3 separate regions of the Zea mays genome follow, and regions 2 and 3 are each linked to region 1. The links are chromatin contacts, called in public Hi-C maps. All regions are on one chromosome and are shown on one strand. The core of a region is the stretch at or near the end of the contact, and the rest is flanking DNA. Distances in the headings are between cores, read along the strand shown.

Region 1 (3,322 bases), core at 327-2,826:
CATATTATGCTCAGGACAATGAGAAGGCCGAGTCTAGTAATAGGACATTGATTAGCCTTATAAAAAGAAAATATCTGATCATCCTAAGCATTGGCATAAGGTTTTGTCTGAAGCTTTATGGGCTCATAGAATATCTAAACACCATGCTACTAAAGTTTCTCCTTTGAGCTTGTTTTTGGCAGGAAGCGGTTTTGCATGTGGAGGTAAGCCTAAATGTTGTCAGGTTCGCCAGTCAGAATGATGTAACTGTCGGTGATTATTATAATTCAATGATAGACTATATTGATGAAGTGACCAACAAGAGATTGATAGCTCTAGGAGAAATAGAAAAGACAAGATCATGGTCGGCAAAGCTTACAACAATAAGGTCAAGGCTAAGTCATTCCAGGTTGGAAACCTGGTATGAAAGACCATCTTGCCATTGAGGAACAGAGACCGGAAGTTTGGAAAATAGTCGCCAAGCTAGAAAGGTCTTTAAAAGATCACACATGTAATATCATTACCTGGAAACACTTATATATTACAAAATTACAAGGTGAGGACTTGTCCAATGCGCTGAACGAACGTTTTTGGAAGCAATATCATTGTAGTACGTGGCAAGATGCTTAAAAGAACCGATGTGGTCACGTCGAGTTGATTACATCATGTGCTAGTGCTTTTGGTTCACCCAGCTCCTCCAAAAGAAAGAGGGACATGTGTTGAGCACCATTTGTGGTACTGGGCATAGTCAGATGGTCCGACCTTGAGGATCGGATGGTCCAGCACGAGGACAGTCCGCCCGTAGGCGTGGACGGTCCACGAATAGATCAGATTAGGCACAACTAATCTGTTTTCCACGCGATTTGCCCCTCTAAATCCGGTGTTGCTGTTGGGAGACGTCTAGAAACGGATCTAGATCTCCCTCCTATATATATTAAGGGGTACGACCGATACAATCACCAACAATTAATCAAACAATCAATTTATCTTCCGTTCTTTACCTTTTGCCCTAGGTGTGGACAATAACATAGTTTCCCCTCTAATCTTCATCTCTCTCCGGCTCTATGTCGTTTAGAGGCGTCTTGGATGGTCTGCCGATCCCAAAATAAATCCTATAACCTCTCCTCCTCGATGGGTCCCTTCCGGAAGCGAGATCTAGGTGTTGTTGGCGAACTCCATCGCCTCTACACGCGTGGACCGTTCGCCCATCAGGCGTGGACCGTACGACTTGTCTGCAGAAACTCTAACTCCTGCGCCAGGTCGCGGACCGTCCACGCTGCCGTAGAGAGCACCGCCATTAATGCACATTGTAGTGATTGGCGTATAGATTGGCGCCTACAAATACTAATAGCAATTTTCTCCCATTCTTCACTTTGTTTTCTTATGCGTGAGGTGTGATTGTGTCCGCGAGCATCATCACCAATGCATATCGTAGTGATTGACGGTTAGATCGGCGCCAACAAATACTAATGGCAAATCTCTCCCGTTCATCACTTTGTTTTCTTATGCGTGAGGTGTGACTGTGTGTGCAAAGAACCGCTTGCTACCAGCAAGAAAACCCTCTACAAGCCCTTTTTTTTTTGTTATCCGGTCCGCCCAGGCTCTTCCCATTCTCCGGCGCTTCCCTCTGTCCCTTGGCTCGCTCTGGCGTGGTTCTCCCGTCCCCTGGTGCGTGCGCGCTTCTCGCTCTCTCGTGGCGGCGACTGGGCGACTATCGCCTCCGCCCTACAACAGTTGCTCAGGTCTTCTTTGGGCCCTTCGCCGGGGACAAGCACCCACCGGGTACGCCTATCCCTTTTCTTCCCCTAACATCTATTTGTCGAATCTGATGTAGTTACAAGTGTAGTGTACATGTAGTATTATCCCTGCTAACTCTTTTTTTTGGGCAAAAATTATCGTGTGTACATGTGTATACCCATGCCCTTTACTGGGTTCCCCCTGATAGCTAGTAATTATCAGTAGTAAAATCTTTGTTCCTGCATGTTCGCGGATGCAGTTTCACTGTTTTAAAATATTTTATGATGCAATACCACAATTTATAGGGTGTATTTAGAGTAGAAACCAGAGGTTTGAATCGGGCTTGTGAATTCTAGTTAAAAAAGCACATTCAACGAACAAACTGGCCAACATAAGCTGCTCCTGACCTTAAAAAACAGGCTGCTCTCACGTGATATGTGTCTTTTATGCAATTGCAAAGATGTAACAAATTTCGTTGTTCCTTGGAAACATTCCGATTTCTATAAACAAGCCTTTGAGTCTGAATATTGATAAGTGTTTGCAGAGAAAATCAATAAATACATCGGCCTGAAAGAATGGGTTATGGCATGAGTAGGCTAGACGATGAATACTATGAGGCTGAAGGGCAGAATACTGGTGGATCTGGCTCAGTTCAAGTGAACGATGAGTTTGCAACACTACATAATGATATTTTTCATATGACCCGAATGAGATCAGGACTTACTGAAAGCTACAAGTCCATGGGTACCAACAGAGGCATAATATCAACTGCCAAGTTATTATCTCGAAGGGAAATTGATTGTTCTGGAAAGGGGATGTTCTCTTCTGGTGACCGTGCATTTGTTCTAGGTCGTCATGTTCCGATGAACAATCCTGAATTATTGGATAGGATGGATTCTCGTGCTTACGTTTCACAGTTTTCTGCTGATGGTACTCTTTTTGTTGCTGGTTTTCAGGTATGCTATGCTCAACCAACAATAGTCGAGGTTTTAAACAAGTTCAAGTCAGAATTTCCTGGTGTTTACTTTTTCTGTCATCATGTTATGCATTTTTAAAGTTAAAATTTATAGACGTAGTATAAATAACATTTCTTTTCATTTTCAGGGAAGTCACATAAGAATATACGATGTTGATAGAGGCTGGAGCATACACAAAGACATTCATGCTAGGTGTTTAAGATGGACAATCAGTGATGTATCCTTATCACCTGATCAGCGGTATCTTGTAAGTTTCTCCTGGATTTAATAAGTTTAGCTTATCACCCTTATTCTACATGCTTTGTTCAGTTTTGGTTTGCATGTAACTCTATTTTGCAACTTTTCATCAGTCAGCATTGTAGATAAATCTCTTTCATTATTCTTCTTATCAAGAAGAAATATTTCATATGCAACTCTGTTCAACAGGTGAATAAACCAAAGAGTACCAGATGTGGTTACATGTTTTACAACAAGTTTTCATTTTTTTTATTATTGTATCTTTTGACGGGAGAGCATATGGGCTGGGAGCTGGGTAGTTCCGGTTCTTCTAGTGGAAACATGTTGCAGTTGGGAAATGGATGTTTCACATGGACAATATCATAGAGGCTAGCATCCAAAGATGAGTTGTG
Region 2 (3,340 bases), core at 510-3,009, 350 kb before region 1:
CTACAATAGAGCGATTATCAACCATCTTATAATCATGAAAGCTCTCCATGATATACAGGTCACTGCCAGCATCTGATGCACCATACTTAGTAGTAAGTGCATCCCACAACTGTTTCCCGTCTGTGTACTGCATATTCGCATCAACCAGACGGTCAACAAGGGCGCTAAGAACGGCTCCCGTGAACATAGTATTGGCATGGTCGTACTCTTTCTCCTGTTCAGGAGTCAGTGGACCCTCAGGTCTGCCTTTACTAACATGGAAGACATTCATAGCAGTAAGCCAGAGCGTGGCCTTGACTTGCCATCTCTTAAAGTGCATACCATTAAACTTTTCTGGCTTCAGCGCGTCGGCAAAAGCAGCCATTGAAAAACTAGGAAATTGTCTACAATAAGGTTTTTGGATTGTTGAATAATTAGACAAATTCCAAATTAAATTCCGAATATAAATCATGACCAAATCAGAAGAACTGAAATAAAAGCCAAATCAGATGATGCGTACTGATTAGACTTACTGATTGTTGGCGCGCGCCAGGATCAGATGGGTTGACGAGGTCAGCAGATCACGAGCAGTCGCGTGAAGACGCTTCCCAAAAACCTTATTCGCCCTCTCCCGGTGCAGGATCTAGAAGACGAAGGGTTCCGGAGACCTGCTCTCTTGATCGCAGATGCACCTCTGCGGTCGGGACGAAGGGAACTAAAAGGCGGCTCAGCTATGAAGAGAGGCGAAAGCGAACTGGGATCTGGGATGATTTGGAGGCTAGCTGCCGGGCTCCTTTTATAGGGTCGAGTCCGCGACCCCCCGTGCTTATCCGCCCACGAAAATCTCGCAATCAGTTGAGATTTTGTAGCGATCGGTTAGGATAAGCGTAACAGCCAAGAAACCAAAAAATCAAACGGCAAAAGGTAGCCGCGCCCCCGCAAGGCGAGGGGCCGGATTTCGGCGGACCATTCACGCGTATGTCGTGCGCCCGCGCCCTTCGCCCCGGCCAGGCCAGGCGAGGCGAGCGAGCGCGCGCGCGCGCGTGGCTCTCCACACTCTCTCCTCTCATCCATGACTTGGTGAGTGAGTGTGGCTTCCATATTTAAGTTAGCTCTACTCCACAAGAGCTAGCAATATGGTGCTATTGGTTCCACCTATCCCTTTGCCATCCACTTATATGGGCTTTTGAGATTTTCCTGGGATTTATTTGAATAACTTAATTGGGCCAAGCCCATAAATCCTAACAGTGACAACGACCAGGTAACACCACCGCGCCAAGATCTACAACACGGTAACCTCCTCCTCCTCCTCCTCTCTCTGCTCATGCACGCATAGATCCAAGAGGATCAAACTCTCTGTTATTGAGTAAAGTGGTGTCTCGGATTGCTAAGTGCGACACAGTAGACTGGCTTGGCTGGTAGGCGGCCGGGTACTCGATCCCTTGTCGCTTTGCAAGTTGCAACTTGATGTGGGCATTAGGACGCTGCGAGGTACTACTGCTGCTACTAGGGTGCCACTCGAGGGTGCATCCATGCGTGATTATTTCTCTCTCTCTCTCTCTCGATCTCACGCCTATTATTTTTTCTTGACCTGCGTTGGACTGTACGAAACGTGCTGGGCCCGCTCAACCCGGGCTGCACAATCACGCCAGGCCGTCCTCTGGTCTCGACACGTGTTTTCTTCTTTCTTCGTGACTTCGTCAGTACGTACTACACTAATCATCATAAGGCATGCGCCGTAGGGGTACGTACTCCTCGTACACCACCCAATAATCATATACTAGGCGCCGTCGTCTGGCAAAACGATCACTCACACCACCAAAGCCGCCGTACGCCGGGCCCGGCCTCGCAGCCCCCGTTTTGTCGCACACGGGCCCCGTCGGCGTCGCGGTCGCCGCCAGCGCCAGCTAGCCTGGGCTGGGCTGGGGCGGCAGATAAACGCCAGCGCTAAAGCCACGCGCCGCAATCTGCGACCACGAGTCATCACCCAGAGAGAGAGAGAGAGAGACAAAAACACTACTCTGTTGTCAATACATATAGTCAGTCTTTTAGCGCCTTCACGGTCAGCTTGCCGGTTACTCTTTTATTATATATTACTAGTCGGTTGCCCGTGCGTTGCGACGGCTTACAACAATGCCCATATAAACTATCTACAAAAAATAATATTTTTTATTGATTATCTCCGCTCTCTGTATAATATTTTTTGATTTGGCTAACTGATGTTATTATTTACTCCATCCAATATGTCTTGGTACAATACGACCAATGAAGTGAGCGATTAGAAAAGAGTTCACAACGACTAACTGAACGAACAGAGATTATAAAATGACATAATTCCACCATACAGAGACCAAATAAGAGAAAATTTGTGAGCTCAAGTTTCTAAAATAAGTCACATGAACTCAAACTTATAAAAAAGATAGATCAAAATATGGAGTGATTGCTAAAGTCAGCATCAATAAAAACTGGATGCACTCCATATAAATTATGCTACTTCGTAGCAATTACTAATATTTAAAAACAATAAATAATCTTTTATTTTACTGTTAGTGTGACAAATCATTGTTGCTCCATCCAATTCAGCAACCTCAAACATCATGGAGTCCATTGCGCCAATGTGGTCTCAGAAACAACCTAATGCTTGCAAGAGTCAAGAACGTCGTGCTGTGATTGGGCTGTAGCCTCGGCTCGTAGTGCTGGTCCGGCCTGACACGATTATATTTTTAAATTTTATAAAAAAACTTATATACATATATATAATTTATATTCAATATTAAAAATATCTAAACATGATGTTCTACTGGTTAGACAACTTTACCTAGTATCTCTCGCTCTTCTTCCATCAAGGCATGAGTTCAAGCCCCACCTCCTGCACTGTTTTTTAGCATTTTATGCTGATTTAATCAAATGGGCCGACGGGCTAGCCCAGCACAGTCAGTAGGCCGGCATGATGTGCCTGGGCCAGAGTTGTGGCCCGCGGGCGTCTGGTCCGTGCCGGGCAGTCGTTTGGCCATCTATAGGCGTGCATCGGATTAATTTGAAATAGCTGTGAGGGGTTATTTGTAAAAAGATGACGTGTGACGACCGTTGAAACTGGTGCTTTAAGTATAGTATAGATATAAATAAGTATTAATAGTTCTGGACTATTTTTTCTAGTGTGATAGCTGCATAGGCGGGGTCAGGTGCCGGACAGACGCAGTTAGGAGGTCCCACAAGGCAGTAGCTGAGAGAGTGTTATGTGAGTGTTGGGCGTGGAACCCACAGGACATGGCGTGTGGGGCGGGCCCAGAGTGTCAAGCGCGGAGGGAGGTGAAGTCGTAGTAGTACCATATGCCCACATTAGGTTATTTATGGCTTGTTT
Region 3 (3,861 bases), core at 1,308-3,807, 450 kb before region 1:
ACCAATTTAGTTTGTGAATCGGATACAGGACTTGCAAACCTGGTAGTTTGTTAATTATGGTTTCCAATATTATAATGCCTGCTCCAATCCAAATATATTCATCTTGCCCTACTCACACAGTCACACGTGTACAATACAAGTTCATAAACAACTTCAAGGAACCTTTTTGCCTCCTTTGTGTTTTGGCCTATTAAAATCCACCCTAACTAATGGAGTATACATGCCACCAACCATAATGACTATGACTAATGTACAGTTCATCAGTCATACCCCTTGTCTCTTGGTTTCCTTTTTTATTTTGTTCAATTTGGGTTCACTAGCCCCAGCCAAACAGGAGTGTATAACAGCAACTGGGTGTACAGAGAATCAAATCTTGCAGTCCACAGGAATGTGTCGTGGACTAATAACTCCTTTAGGGCTATTTCATGTTGTTACTGTAACCACACACTCTATCTAGTATCTTACTGTCTTCTTCCATAACTATTACTCAATCGTGTTCTAATTCCAACACAAGGCTAAGAATAAACACGCATAACACTGCAAAGTAGTTAATCCAATGGCATATCTGCATTGCTATCTGTTTGTTAAGTGACCCAACATCCTTGAGTCAACACCAGACACCAAAAGAATAAGCAGCAAAGTACACCATCACTTTTCATAATTAACAAGAATGAACCATGAGTTTCATCAGTGAATACTGCACAATATTTTGGTTACATCTTTGTCAGCCACGTGGACATGTAGCAGTAACTAATTTGGCTTAGTAGATTTATTGACTATATGGATGCATGCTGAGAAATGTATATTCTGCTATGATGCATCGTTAAGGGAAAAAAAACTAACACCAAGACAAACCATGTAAAGTAAAGACTTGTTATAAAATTGCACCACAACAAGATACTCCCCTAAGGAAAGACTCAGAAGAAAAAAGAAAAGTTAGCATTGTACCATAATGTCATGATGCAACCTAACTGATAGGAGCATAAAAAATCCACGAAATTCTAGTAAAAAGAAAGCCTCTGGAAAACGCGAAGTTTGTACTTAACATTGGATTAAATCCAAACATCACGTATGAATTCTGAGTCACTTTTGGATAAAAAGGAAAGGCAATCAAACAATAACAAACGAATTTTAAACTGATACGAATGTGCCGAGCATACTTGTCTATCCTACTGATACGAATCTGTTTCATGCCGATTAATAAAACAGTTAGGAGTGGAGAAACTAGAGCTTACTTGCCGCACTGCTGGCAGTAGCGCTTCTGGACACCATCGAGCATGACAGTAGCAGCGTGCGCGCAGCGCAGACACACACGGTGCCGGCGATGGTACCCTTTCAGCTCCCGTATGTCCGCCTCACAGCCAGGCACTTGGCACTTCATCTCCGCCACCGCCGCGCGGACAGTTCCTCCGGCAGTACCTGCAGCTTCCGCTTTGCCACGGCGACCAGCAGTCTTAGTCTTCTTCCGCGCGCCAGCAAGGAACTCCGTCGCCACGTCCTCCACCTCGGCAGCGGCGACCATCTCGTCCACCTCGGGGCACGCGCATGGGACTATCCCCGCGAGATAGTTCGGGCACACCAGCCGCGGGTCCCGCTTCCTGACGCGGCGCCCGATCCCCTGAACCCGAAGAGGGGGCGGCGGAAGCACTGGCCCCGGTTCCGGCTCCGGCTCCGGCTCCTCCTCCACCGACTGCGGAAGCGGGGGCGAGGCGGGGAGCAGTGCCGTGGCGGCCTCGGTGGGGTCGGATGCTGCTATGCCGGCGGCGTCATCCCAGGGGAGGATGAGGGAGTCGTCATCCTGGACGACGAAGTCGAGGAGATTGCCCCAGTCCCAGATAGGCTCGCCGGCATCCGCCGAGCCGCCACCGCCGGAATCGGGGGCGTCCATTTCCGGAGACAGACTAGCCCTAACCACCGCGCGCCCGCACGGCAGGATCAACTCCGGCGATTTGGGAACCCTCACGATTCCGCGGGGGGAGGCAGGAAGGGAGGGACTCGCGGTCGCGGGGTGGAGCGAATGGAATTGGTCCTGGCGTCCCCAGTCACAGCAGGTAGGCGAAGCCATTCCTCTTAGGTCACTGACGTGCGGGGCCAGGCTCAGGCCGGCCTCGCACGTCAGTGACCCGACAGAGGATCCGGCCGGGCAGGTAGGTGGGCGGCGCTGGACAACCGGGGCTGCCCCGCGCGTGCTCGCTGACGAGAGGGCCACCCCAGACCAGTGTGGGGTTGTTGGCTGCGGGTGCAGTGGGAAGATTGGTTGGTCCGATTGGCGAATCTTGACGCCACAGCAACATACGGATGGGGCCCATGCGTCAGTGCGGACGCCGTCGTCTTGTTTGTTGTCGTCGGGGTGGGGCCCGTGCGGTGGATCTGACCGTAGTGCCTGAACTGAAGTCCTGAACGGGACGCCGGCGGCCGGCGGCGCTTGGCCCGTGGATGGTGGGATGGGATGGCGATCTCTGGGCTGGGAAGCGGACGGTCGTAGCAGGGCGATGGCGCCGGGCTGGGTCCTGCACTCCTGCTGGCGGCTGGCGCGTGCCATCATGTCGACATGCGACGCGACTAGAGGACGACGTGCATCTCGGGGTCGACATCCATTTTTTTTGCCAACCACTGCTGTTCGGTAGGCGGTAGCCAACGGACAACCGCGAGTCGCGAGTGGGCAACTCGACATGATTCTCTTCTTTTCTTTCGTATCATTTCCTTTCTTTCCTTTTTGGAGCCCTCAAGGCCTCAATGGTCTTTCTTGAGTTTTTTTAGATCCTCTTTCGTCTTTCCTGTGAGTTGACTCTGCCCCGGTGAACGGTGAGGCTGCGTGCAATGTATGCACAATGGACCGAAGATAGGAAAAAGAATTAGTGCTCTAATGTACTCCCTCCGTTATAAAATATTGTTGGTTATAGTTTCTTTTTTCTATCTACCTTTAAATGGATGATAATAAATATAAATATACATACAAATTACATTTATATATTAATTAATGAACGTATGTTTAATCTAAAATAAATTATATTTTGGGATGTATGGAGCATATCTAAGTGGATATAAACTTTATATATATCTAAAAATCAAAATATTTTATAATTTAGAATAGGAATACTAACTTATTCCATTTTAAAATGTATATTCCATTTTAAAAAATGTTTTTATGTTTGATTATATTTATAAAAAATATCATTATTTCTATCTCTAAATGTATTTAAAATAAAAATATATATTATTAATAATCTAATGATATTTATTACATTTTTAGTATATTTCTACAACTCTAATAAACTTCAAATTTTGATTCCAAAAGCTGTGGAGGGCTAGTATATAGCCTAGTCTTTTGGGAATTTTTTCTCGGTATACCAGCACCAGGCTGATGCGCACGAGTGCAATTAATGTCAAGTACTAGTAAGATATGCATTCAGTTTTTTTGCAACATATTAGGACATTTAGGATACTATCGTCCAAGTGATTACTGAATACTTGTGTGCTGTGGTGTGTAGCTTTAAATTAGCTTGCAAGCTAATTGCTACCTTATGTGGTAAGTGATGTAGGTACAGATCATTCATTTGGATAGGTTTATGTTAGGATTGTAGATGGGAAAAAGAGACAGAGAGTTTAACGTGGAAAAAACTTCCTTGATGTGAAAGAGAGAAAAAAACACGAGAAAAACATATCTATTTGTCGGCGTTTCGACCCCGGGGTCCCTGAACCGACGAGTAAATTATCGCCGCGTGTCCCAGCCCAGATGGGTCGGCGCGAGACGGATCACGGAGGGGGAAAACAGGGAGACGGGCGTAAAGGGGAAACCCGCGGCCTTCGTGTTTGTCCCGCGCCTAGGTCGGGTGCGCTTGCAGTAGGGGGTTACAAGCG

What was found. A called contact is a pair of places that touch in the nucleus more often than the background predicts.
Region 2: a Hi-C map of ear shows a contact between it and region 1, with 3 times the contacts expected there. The contact joins the enhancer-like site here to the promoter of LOC100281565 in region 1. A contact is called at or near these places in 6 of 25 Hi-C or Micro-C datasets (ear, endosperm, leaf and 2 more).
Region 3: a Hi-C map of tassel shows a contact between it and region 1, with 6 times the contacts expected there. The contact joins the promoter of LOC103635674 here to the promoter of LOC100281565 in region 1. A contact is called at or near these places in 11 of 25 Hi-C or Micro-C datasets (bundle sheath, ear, endosperm and 5 more).

The regions. Positions count from the first base shown.
Region 1 is chr8:108,472,023-108,475,344 of Zm-B73-REFERENCE-NAM-5.0, reverse strand. It overlaps LOC100281565 (LEC14B), which reads left to right and starts at 1,576. Exons shown (of 10, transcript NM_001154484.2): 1 at 1,576-1,761; 2 at 2,261-2,672; 3 at 2,821-2,940. The coding sequence starts at 2,292.
Region 2 is chr8:108,823,655-108,826,994 of Zm-B73-REFERENCE-NAM-5.0, reverse strand. No RefSeq gene overlaps it. Among protein-coding and RNA genes, the nearest start is that of LOC100216730, 16 kb to the right of the region's middle. Within about 2 kb of position 1,759, at least 18 of the 20 cell types and tissues checked have an H3K27ac peak or open chromatin away from gene starts, as enhancers often do. A contact at or near this core is called in ear, endosperm, leaf and 2 more, where this site is marked.
Region 3 is chr8:108,921,210-108,925,070 of Zm-B73-REFERENCE-NAM-5.0, reverse strand. LOC103635674 (SBP-transcription factor 11) reads right to left here and starts at 2,557. Exons shown (of 10, transcript XM_008658070.2): 1 at 1,236-2,557. The coding sequence starts at 2,545.